Linked DNA regions of Mus musculus: region 2 is linked to region 1. A link is a contact called in public HiChIP or PLAC-seq data. All regions are on one chromosome and are shown on one strand. Each heading gives the region's core, a stretch centred on a gene start, on an enhancer-like site or on the middle of the called end of the contact. The rest is flanking DNA. Distances are from core to core; before and after follow the strand shown. Region 1 overlaps Actn4 (actinin alpha 4). Region 2 holds the start of Dpf1 (D4, zinc and double PHD fingers family 1).

Region 1 (5,962 bases), core at 2,622-5,121:
CAGGTTATCTGGCAGTGCTGTCTAGTAGATGACAGCTAGGAGGAGGGAGCCAAAAAAGCTTCAATTTGGGAATGCCCAAGGAATTTGAGGCTTTTGAGATGAACACTCTAGGCTTTTGCCATACTGATTTATAGCGTGCTGGATGTAGCACAAGCCTTTGACCAGATCTTTTATTTCTTTTTTCTTTTTTTTATTGCCTCGCTGGTATCTTGAGGGGGAGAAAATGAGCCAACAGCTGTTTGCTGTAGTCTTCACTCAGGTTTTCTGAATAGCCCAAATATCAAGATGCTGATCTCTCAGCCCTCCTCGCATGTTCTTGCTGAGTGTCCACCTGCTTATCCTTATTTCCTTTGCTCTTTATGTCTCTGTTCTCAGCATTCAGCTCCCTTCCTTCAGTTTCCTTCTGTTGCCTTTATTTGTGTGTTTAGTTTTACAGAATAACAAAAACACTCATGTTACTTTGTTAACAATTTTTCCCTCTCCTTTTCTCATGGAAATAAGAGGCTAGTGATATAGCAAGTTGGCAGTTCAATGGCCAAGGTAACTGAGACTCTGACCTATTAAAAGGGAGATGAAAGCAGATACAAAAAACATCTTTCCTGGACCAGTGAAAGAAGCCTTTATACTGGGTAGTTTGAGAGCTCAAGATTAGAGTCCTTTTAGTTAGGTTAAAACATCAAAGACCAGTTACAAGGGAGCGTAGTTACAATGTAGGTGTCAGGATTTGTTACAGAGTATCTGAAAGTGGCAGAACAGTTCTTAACACCTTAAGAAGATTCATGAGTAACATTTTAGTCTGTTGCCCAGATATCTGGAGTCTAATGTCATTGAATTAAAGAGAAACAACTATTTTCAGTTGTAACCTCTTTTTAAAGATGAGGTGGCCCAAACCATCTGACAGGGATGGGCCGTCTGGCAGAAAGCAGCATCTCTGTATAGATGAACAAACCTGAGTGCTTGGGGATTTTAGTCCAGGAGCAGTCTGCCTGGACTATAAAGTCTCTGAAACATTTATCTTGATGCTATGCTTCTTTTGGTTGTGGTTTTTTCCTCCCCACATCCTTCTCTCTTGTACATAGTAGATTGCCCACAGAAAGTCCTCAGGAGCTAGTTTGAGCCACAGTTACTGGGGAGGCTAGTGGCCATTTTCTTAGCTATGATGTATTGAAATGTTACCTGAAAAGCTGTGGGCTGATCTTCCTGGGACTTGGTGTTTGCCTGTTGTACTTGCTCCTTTATTCTTGCAATGACCTCTCCCAACCGCCCACCCCCAACCAATGGTTAGGTAACATGCCTGTGTGTATGAAGAAACTGACCCAGATAGGCTCTGCATTTAACTCAGTCTCCTAAACTCTTTCATACTCATGTTTACCTTATATACTTAATAAATATCTTTAAGTCGACTTGAAGATTTTTAGGTTTAAAAAAACAAATTGAAAACTGCAGGACTGCAGTCCCAGTACTTGGGAGGTGGAGGCAGAGGGAGAATGGTGGAAATCATCCTCAGCTGCTGCTGAGCTTAAGCCAGCCTGGGCTACACAGAACACTTCTAATTTTTTTGAGACAGGGTCTAACTGCAGCCCCAGATGGGCAGGAATTCACAGAGATCCACCTGCCTCTGCCTTCTGAGTCCTGGGATTAAAGGCGTGCACCACCATGCCTGACACTAAAAGCCTTTTTTTAAAAAGGGGAGATCTGTATGGTGTTTGACAGATTTGGTTTCCCTGGCTATACATAAAAGGAAACTGTAAAAATAAATCCATGGAGAACGAAAGAATGTCAAGTTCCAGTGGGGTCCTATTCCTGCCAAAGGCGCTGGCTGGCCTAAGGCCAGCTTCCTTTGTTCAGAGGGGTGGTGCATACTGGTGGGGATTGAAGACCCATGTGGCAAGATACTTCTGAAATCACCAGGTTAACTGGTGACTGACTTGAAGGGACAAATCCTTTTTGTGGCTCTACAGAGGGTCTGTGGAGGAACATCCCTAGTGCCTGCCACACTCATCTGACCCTAGGAACATGTCCGGAAGTGGGCAGAGCAGTGACTCACCCAGGGGGTACTCAGTCCCTTGAATGTCCCACGAGATTTGCTCAGGATTGGATGATACTTGATTCATCCTTGCTCAGCCCCCCTCCCATTTTTGTTTTCTGTTTCTCTTTTATGGGATAGGCTCTGATTTAAACCAGGAGGGCTTCAAACTCCTGCATTTGCTTTCTGAGTGCTAGGATTACAGGTCCACAGTACCACTCCAGACTATATTGTAAATATAAAAGTGTGCACTTTCACTTGCTCCACACATAGATTCTCTCCAAGGCTCAGTTTTCTTAGACTTACATGCTGGAAGCCTGGGCACTGCCATGAATAAAATATCCGGCTTTCCTGTCTAAAAGGAAAACTGGTGCTCTCCTGTGGAGTTACGACTGACTTACCAAAATGTTTTTCTTCTAAATATCGGAGCAGAACAGATTCTTTGTCTTGTAGTGGAAGCATGGACATAGGGAAGTAGTAGCTGGAAGTGGCTGTTACTGCCCTGAGGAACATCTTGGGAAATATCCTTGTGATGGTGTTGCAATGACTGAGTGGGGTGCTGGAATACCAGTAGCACAATAGCATTTGTGTCTGCTGCAGACAGAAAGAAAGGCGACATTGTGGTTTGTTTTATCCTTTTTCAAAATTTTCCCTCAAAGGTGTGGGGCTGAGTGATGTGTGTCACTGGCTGTCCAGTGGGTTTTCTGATAGTGGGTGGAGTGTAAGCAGCCTGTCTTACCTCTTCTCCCAAGCCCCACATACACACAGAGCAGAGTTTCTCTATAGAGTGCAGGTTTGTTTTTTTTTTTTGTTGTTGTTGTTTTTTGTCTTTCGAGACAGGGTTTCTCTGTGTAGTCTTGGATGTCCTGGAACTCACTCTGTAGACCAGGCTGGCCTTGAACTCGGAAATCCACCTGCCTCTGCCTCACAAGTGCTGGGATTAAAGGTGGGCGCCACTATGCCCGACTCTTTTTTTTTTTTTTTTTTTTTTAAGATTTATTTATATATGTGAGTACACTGTAGCTGTCTTCAGATACACCAGAAGAGGGCATCAGATCCCATTACAGATGGTTGTGAGCCAATATGTGGTTGCTGGGAATTGAACTCAGAACTTTTGGAAGAGCAGTCAGTGCTCTTAACCACTGAGCTATCTCTAGTTTTAAGTGCAGTTTTAAGAATGTCTCTAACAGCACTCCAGAGTGAGGTACAGCAACAAGTGAAATGCTATGTCCCTGACTCCCCACTATAGTAGAGGAAGCCAATTTGAGGTTAAACTGCCTTATGGAAGGAAGCTTGCAAATGATTCAGCATCCAGGGGGTGGGGAAGGACAAAAGGATGACCTGACAGGGTTGCTTGAGGGAGTATCTCAGGCAGGAAGAGGAGTTGTGGGTCTTCTGTTCAGGTATCCGAATGACAGGCCTTTGATCACTAAAGGCCAAACAAAGCCAGTCCTGGAAACTGGCTTCAGTCAGCAGCATCAGGACACTGGTGCTGTCTCTCTGCCTCTCTTTGCCTCTGTCTGTCTCTCTGTCTCTCTGTCTCTGTCTCTCTCTCTCTCTCTCTCTGTCTCTCTCTCTGTGTGTGTGTGTGTGTGTGTAGATTAGATTAGCACATTAGCACTCTTGTCTGACTAACTCTGGCGTGAATAGAAGGTATTTAATTGCTCTCACCATGGAAACACAGTCTGCTTACTATTTAGGGGAGTGCTGCACCCAATCCAGGGGCCCCTGGGCAGAAAAGCTGCTGCCAGGTGGTCTTACAGGAAAATGCCCACATGTCTTGCACAGTGGCCATGCCCAGAAGGGTATGAGTGGCTGTGTTCCCTGACAAGAAGAGAAGTTGGGCCAGCCTACTTTATTGATAAGGGATATGCACAGCAGCTGGTGCCTTTGTAGCCACTCTAGGGTCTTTTTCTCTAGGCTTTTAGAGTTGGAATTTCAGCTATGTGGCCTTTTATTGTCTCAGTGCTGGGGGTCAAACCCAGGACCTCACATGTGTTAAGGAACAGCTTTACCCCTGAGCTACTAAACACCCCCCCCCCCCACTCCATGTGTGTCTTCATCTTTTGCCTGTTTTTTACAAACACAAATTTAAAATTCTAAAGTTCTCATCAGACCCCAAGAGCAAATAAAGAGCACTATTAAAAAATAAAAACTTTTTAAAAATCCACATCTTTCCAGCTCTGAGAACACCCCCAACCTTTCCTTTAAGATACATGGCTCATTAAATTCCTGATGAAACTAAAATCCTTGTGAGAAGTGTGGCCCTGGCTGGTGCCGACATGGCTTGCTTTGGGAAAGGCTGGGGTTTCTTTGTTCTTTTTGTCCTTTCTTTTTTTAACTTTAAGACTTAACATAATCTTCTAGTTTGGGCCTATGAAGTAAACCCAGTTTCAAAATTCAAAATGTCTGGAAGCAGTGACTTGCCAGGCTGGTTCAAGGGCAGTCTGATGAATTGGCCCTTCTTGCAGGCTGTCTGTGAAGCAGTCATGATTCAGATTTTCAAGTCCTGGAAGGTATCCAGACGGTAAACATCGCTGGGGTTGTGAGGCAGTTACTTTTTTTTTTTTTTTTTTTTTGGATCATTTGAGCTGTGCTGCCAAGACTGTGGTAGATTTGACTTTCTGTAAAACAGAACGGCCTGTATCAAGATGTCTTTTTCAGAGATGTTGGCTTTAGTCACCCATTCCTATGGTTCTTGGTGGGGTGGTCAGGAAATAGACACACCAGTGAGTGGAGGGACTTCTTAGTCACCACCCCCCCCCCCTTTTCAGACAGGGTCTTACTGTGTAGTACTAACTAACTTGGAACTCATTATGTGGATCAGGCTGACGCAGAGCTCAGATCTGTCTGTGGCCATACTTTCCAAGTGTTTGGGATTAAAGGTGTGTGGGCACATACCCAACCCCCAACACACTCACCTGCCTTGGCCACTTCTTAAAACTTTTTTTTTGATATTAGAAATTAGGTCCAGGGCCTTTGGTTGTTCTGCAGACGGCCCCTGTGCCACATCCCTAGCATGCCAACCTCTCCTCACTTTGAGGAAGCCGCTAGTACAAAACCCTGACTGGCCAGGTACCACATAGTCAAGCCTGGCCTCTAAAACTTGTCATCCTTCTGTCTCAGCTGGTATTATAGACCATCATGCCCAGCTTTTATAACCCAGTGATGGGGTCAACTGAGGGAAGAAAATCCAGTACACTGATAACTCTGAACACTTTCTGGATGCCTGGTTAATGAATCTTGGCCCCAAGCTGGGGAAGATGTGGAATGGTCAGTTGGATTCTACTGCAACACAGGAGTACCACAAGACTCAGTGGGATAGAAAACCCACAGGCCACTGTATTCCCTGAGCAGCTACCGTAGACTTAAGAAAATTCTGGGCCTTTTGATAAACAAGCCCAAGCCAACCCTTGCCAAATACGGCCTGCTAGCACTAAGACTGTAGGGTTAGCTTAGGAGACAACTTTTCTTGCCTAAAAATAAATTTCTGTTCCTATCAAACATTCCAAGCATAGTTGGAAAATGAGATTTCTGAGGAGTGGCAGTTCAGGCTCTAGTGGGTTCAGTTTTGTCAAGAGTTCAGGGCCTCTGGGGACTGTTTTGGGATTGGTGTGTGACCACTAAACTAAGGAAGTTGGAGGACTAAAAAGATGCAGGCCTTCTTCCATCTCATTCTATATGTTCTCAGTTGCCTTGGAGGTTGGTGGGGACAGGGACACCACACATGTACATAAGGAAGCTAGGGGCCTGGGGATATGGTTCAGTGAGCAAAGTGCTTGCTGCCCAGGACCTGATCTAGGGTCCCTAGCACATGTAAAAGCCAGCCATGGCAACACGTGTCTGGAACCACAAGGTACATATGTGCAGGAAGACAGGCAGATTTGGAGGGCTTGCTGGCCAGCCAGTGTAGTCAGGGCAGCGACTTCCAACTTA
Region 2 (5,745 bases), core at 1,423-3,922, 350 kb before region 1:
AGCACTCAAATGTGTCCACATGCTTACACAGAGAAACCCAGTCTGACATACAGGGAAAAACACAGCCGGCCAGCTCTCCAGCACCCTTGATACAAGGAGACCTTCACACACACACACATTTGGACAGAGGAAGAGATGAAACCAATGTCTGCCTATCCTGAACACATTGGAAAACTCCAGAAGAAACACCTAACACAGAAAGGCTGTCACAGATGGTACCCCAACAGGATGCCCTGATGGAATCAGATATGCACCCAAAAGAGATAGACAGACACGGACCTACCCCCCCCCCACACACACACACATTTTCCCACACATTTTCTCTCTTGGAAACACCTAGAAAGAAACAGGCACCCTAAAGCACTCAGCAACAAACAAGTCACAAGTAGACGCCCTGAGTGGCTCTCAACCTTCCTAAAAGTGTGACCCTAAATTTAATATAGTTCCTCATGTTGTGTTGACCCCCCCAGCCAGAAAATTATTTCGTTGCTACTTCATAACTGTAATTTTTTTATAGTTATACATCATAAATGTAAATATGTTGTGCATGGTCTCAACCCACAGCTGGAGAACTGTTGCTAACTCTTACAAATACACAGTGAGACAGCCCTCAGCACCCACAGAAAGAAACACAGTCAGACACAGGTGTATCCCAGCTCCCTGGGAAGCACATGCAATCAGCCTTGATACATCTAGACATAGATGACACCATGTCCTCCAAACACCTGCTTGCCATGACCCACATAGCAGGTACAGCTGGCAACTCAGTCACTCAAAGAAAGTAACTCAAGACATCCGGGGACAGATAGTCTGCTGGAGGGACACTCAGGATAATAAAGACGAAGTTCAGCCGGGGAGCAGGGAGGGCTGAAGGCCTTGATTGGGGCCACAGCAGGCGCAGGGGACACAGCTCCACCCACCGATCTTGTACTCGCAGGGCCGGAGCCTGGGGTCCTCCAGGATGTTGAGTCTCCGTTTCTTCCTCCAACAGCGGGCGGGGTAAGTGTAGATCTGTCCCGGGGCCAAACCTGGAGGAGAGAGGCTGTGAAAGTGAGGTCCCCGGACTCAGGCCCCGCCCCACCCCAGCCTCGCGGCGAGTACCAGGCCCGCGGTGGGTCTTCTCCATCCAGATGTAGCAGTTGTTCTGGGCCACTCCGGTCTGCGAGTCGAGGAAAGGCAGGCGCAGGCTGCGCTCGGCACACAGGCGCGCGTTGTAGCTGCGACAGTGCTCGATGGCCTCCCGGTAGAAGTCCTCGCCAAGGCTGTGGGGGCGGGCGAGCAGCGGGCGGGCGGCTGTCAGCAAGGGCTAGTGCAGGGAGGCCCAGCACCCTCCCGCGGCTGCCCGTTCCCACTGCTCCGCAAAGGGCAAGCCGGCCAGGTCCACCTTCACCTCCCCCATCTTCTCCCACCCCTCTGGATCCGGGGGCGGGGCAGGGTGCTGGCAGGGAAGCAGCTACCTAAAACTTGATTATGTCTCGGGTTAAGAAGTGTTCACAGACAATATAAAAACAAACCAAAACATACCGGGACCCATCCACACATGAACGTAGCCAAACACCCAATACAAACAAATCGCACATGGCCACACGGGATTCACACACAAAGAGAAACGTATCCCAATCTTCACAAAGGAGTAGCAAACAAATTCTCTCTGTCACACAGACACACATCTCTTGCAGAACACAAATAATCCAAATCAAAAAAAGCCATAGAACTACCTATGAATGTCATGTATCCAGAGACCCAGATGGTTCCAGAGACAGCTTATCCACAAAGACCCACAACATGGAAACACACCACACAACACTCATCCCAACAGTCACACAATGTCAAAAGATAGGGACCCTATAAACATTTACATATGCGCTTACATATCCATCCAAAGACACTCCAGCCAAACACACAATACAAAGACATCACTGAGATTTTCAAGGGTACACATACACAGAAACCCCAAATTTAAAATGCATCCCCAAATACACAGGTACACGCCTTGGAAACAGAGGGGCAGTCAGGTCTGCTCATGTTCACACAAAAATTTAGACCTATCCTCACACGTCCATATCCAAAGACACAGAACATAAATGGTGCAGATTCGCCAGACATGTGCACACACTTCGAGACCCAAATACTCAGATAGGTAGTGCAGAATAAAAGAAACCCTATACATACCCACACATTCAGCTACAAAGCAAAAAGCAATGTATAAGTCGCTCAACACACTCCACACCCCAAGACAAAGGTAGCGTGGATTCGAGTGTACCCAGGCCCCAGCTTCCCTAGACCATGTACCCTCTCTCAAACCCTGGCATCCCTGGGAGGGGACATGACCCCTTTCCCCTAAAAATCCTTGGAGACCCCTCCCCCACGCCCTCTCCCAGTCCTGGAGCAACGCGTCGGACATCATTCTTGCTAAACACCCTCAGTCACATACACTCGCACCCCCGCACGCGGTGACAGCCCCCTGACACCCCACCAGCCCCACCCCCAGCGGCCACACACATACACACGCGCGCGCGCGGCCGCACAGACCCGCCCGCGCCGACTCCCCCGCCTCGCGCCCACCCGCACCACCTCAGGGGGCTGGGGATGACCGTGGCCATCTTGCTCCCCGGGTCCTGCCCCCAGCAGGTCCCTGCCGGGTCGGTCCTCCCAGCGGTCGGGCGGGCGCTGAGGCCGCCCATCCATTCATTCCCAGGGGGCGGGAGCACGAGGATCTCAGCCAATCAGGATGGCAGGGCGGGCCGCCCAGGCCATGCCGGGAGTGGTAGTCCCTAGCGGGTCCTCCGACCCAGGGGGTGGGGTGGGGGAGGGATGGAGGATCTCGCAGTCGTTCACACACGCTCACTCACACGCACTTCCAGCCCCACGTGCACAGACGCATGCACGCACACACGCGCACATGGCAGCTTACACATAGTCACACTACACTCGCAGACTTCCATTCACCCCACCTTCACGCACAACCGGCCACAGGCGCGCGGGGACCTCGCAGGTGCCCACCCAGCTGTGTCACCAGCACGCCAAACGCCACCTAGCACTCCAAGCTGTAGAGAACCCATCGTGACTGAGAGATGACTCTCGCGGCCACCCCAGTCCACTCCTACGAAGGACTACAGAACTGCCTTCCTTCTTCCTGGCCTCAAATCCTCGCTTGTGGGACTTGGTGCGCATGACTTAAGCTAAGCGTTCTGGGCCTGTCTCAACGGACTGAAGATTACAATAGCAACAGGGTAAGTGACTGTTTTAGGGACAGCATCTTGCTGTTCAGCCCAAACTGGCCATTTTTCCTGTCTCTCCAAGTGCTGAAATTAGTGTGTGACGCCATACCAGGCAAGTGCTGGAATTAGTACCTGGCAGATACCTATAAATTCATTTATTCCACCGAGAAGATATCTACAAAGAGGATCTGATATGTACCAAGGCATAAAGTGGTTGCACTGTTATTAGGAAGAATAAATAGCCTGCCTTAGCAGGTGTTCAACAAATATTTGTTGAGTGAATACTTAACACTCACTATGTGCTTAACACAGCTCTCTCCAGGTTAAACCGGACTATCCTCATTTTCTAGAGAAGGGCTTTGAGATCCTGGGAGGAAACCTTACCTGTTCTCAGCCCCTGGCTGCTGTCTGGATATAGAATTCGTGTGCCTGCACACGTCCCTACAGGATCCTCCTTGCCTCCTTTTCTCTCCCACACTCTACCCTAAGAGATCCCCAGAGAATGAGCTGACCTACTGAATATCACACACACACACACACACACACACACACACACACACGACTCACACTCAGCCCCACCTCTGGGGAATAACTTAGCATTCTGATTAGAGTGGCAGCATAAATTAGCATATCAAGTGTTAATACAAAAAAAATTCTTGTCCAGCAGGGGGCGGTCCACCCATCATAAGTCTCAAGGTTTCCCGCACTTCACACACACAATACACCTCTAGACTGCTATAGCTCCCTTCCACAAATGTCCCCATCCACCCACCCACCCACCCATCTCAGGCGTCCCCCGGCACTGCAGGGTGTCTGATTTACGTCCTGCCCAGGAATAAATAAGGGGTGTGGGTACCCCTCACATAGTATCATCTCCAGACCATGCCATGATACGTCCAGTCTCCAGACCCAGTATTGAGCTCAGAGGGTCCTTGTCACAATCCTCTGCCACCCTCCAGATTCCCAGCACACCAACTTGATTTCGCAGCTCTACCTCAGCCCTTACACTCAGATCCTGTCACCTCTGAAGCCCAGGCTACTACCAGGAAAGGCCCCGGCTCTCTTTCCTTTCCCATCACTGTCACAGACCCTTCCTAGAATGCTCTCCTCAGAACTTGGCCCTCCCAGTCCTCAGTTGCCCAAGCAACGCTCCTGCCCAGGAGCCCAGTGCCCTGTGTGATAATGCTAATTACTCGCTATTTACATCAATACTTTGAGTCGGGCTCTGTGCAGAGAGAGTGCTTGACAGAGACAGGATTTTTAGTGAGGTCCTATGGCTCGGGTATGTCACCCTAGCATTCGACCACAGCCTGTGCCTAGAGAGTTTTTAAGACTCTGTCTTGAAAACAGAACAAAACAAACAAAAACCCACAAGACTAAAAGATGGAGCAGAGCGTGCTGGCACACACTTGTAATCCCAGCACCTCACAGGTGCCAAGGGGAGGTCAGAAACTCCAGGCCAGCCTCCTTGACTTAGTGTCTGAGGCCAGCTTGAGCTGTCCATAACGACTAATTCAACAGTCTCCTCGAGCCTTGCTGCGGACCCCTTCAGGAAATGCAAACTGCTCTGCTGCCCAACCCACACACAGTAACACTGAGGCCCAGAGCGGGCTTCAAGCCAAGTGTGAATCCAGGCAGAGAGAACTGCAGCCAGCGCCAATGGACTCTTCTTCCCAGGGGGATTTGGCTCTAGCCCTGGCCTGGAGTTCCTGTGTAGACCAGACCAGCAGACATTCTCCTGCATCTGAGATTAAAGGCGTGGGCCACCACGACCTGTGGCTCTGGCACTCCTGAGGAGCAAGTGTGTCCTCACTTCCAGCCCAATAGACAGACCCTTTGGAGGGTACCCTGAAGAGATTGGCTGCCCCCTCTACTCCTGCAGAGGGCACACCACACACACTTCCTCCAACGTGTCTGCAGACCCACCAACGCAGATTGGAACTCCAATCTTCACTGATTTCAGGGTATCCCTCCAAAAGGCAGACCTCTGTGTGTGTGGCTTTGAATGAGAGGCAAGCATAGCATATTATCATTACTCTCCCCTTCACACTGACCCAGGCAGCAGACAGTCCCCCATGCTCCACTGTAAATCCCTGGCCCCTAACTCTAACCCACCCCCCATACCAGAAACCAGAAGCAACTGGGGAGGGGCTTTGGTCCAAATAACCCTTCTGTGGGTGGATGGGGGTTGGGGACGCACACCCCTTGCCATCCCAAAGCTCCAGGCTCAAGGTCAAGTCCGTGAGTGCAGGGGGTGGGGAAAGGGGGAGGTAGCCCCGGCCCCTTTGTGCGGCGCCGCGGGCGCTCGCCCTCCGCCTCCTCTGCCGGGCCGGGAGCGGGGGAGGGGAGTGCCGCTCTCCTGCAGGGAGAGAGGGCGGGAGCGGCCACGCTCCTGTCACTCGGAGCCGGCTGTCACCGCCTGGGAAAGGGGATGGGGGGGTGGGGGATAGAGAGCGCAGGGACCCGGGAGTCCGGGATCCCGAGAAAGGACAGAGAGAGGGAGATATAAAGAGGTGAAGCTGAC

Evidence for each region. HiChIP or PLAC-seq counts read pairs in DNA pulled down with a chosen protein or histone mark.
Region 2: a contact with region 1 is called in an HNF4G HiChIP or PLAC-seq map of pancreatic cancer cells. The contact joins the promoter of Dpf1 here to the enhancer-like site in region 1. A contact is called at or near these places in 7 of 39 promoter capture datasets (the 3T3-L1 cell line, cranial neural crest, frontonasal cranial neural crest and 4 more), 5 of 484 Hi-C or Micro-C datasets (B cells, cortical neurons, embryonic limb bud and 2 more), 2 of 115 datasets of contacts at active chromatin or transcription factors (epiblast stem cells and pancreatic cancer cells) and 2 of 9 other capture datasets (macrophages and pancreatic islet).

The regions. Positions count from the first base shown.
Region 1 is chr7:28,951,565-28,957,526 of GRCm38.p6, reverse strand. The region is part of intron 1 of Actn4 (actinin alpha 4); the gene reads left to right. Gm51446 (a long non-coding RNA gene) reads right to left here. Exons shown (of 2, transcript XR_003946620.1): 2 at 3,457-5,962. Among named protein-coding and RNA genes, the nearest start is that of Actn4, 7.8 kb to the left of the region's middle. Within about 2 kb of position 3,871, at least 121 of the 459 cell types and tissues checked have an H3K27ac peak or open chromatin away from gene starts, as enhancers often do. A contact at or near this core is called in cortical neurons, hematopoietic stem and progenitor cells and pancreatic cancer cells, where this site is marked.
Region 2 is chr7:29,304,928-29,310,672 of GRCm38.p6, reverse strand. It overlaps Dpf1 (D4, zinc and double PHD fingers family 1), which reads right to left and starts at 2,672. Exons shown (of 12, transcript NM_001368371.1): 1 at 2,575-2,672; 2 at 1,102-1,262; 3 at 921-1,028. The coding sequence starts at 2,603.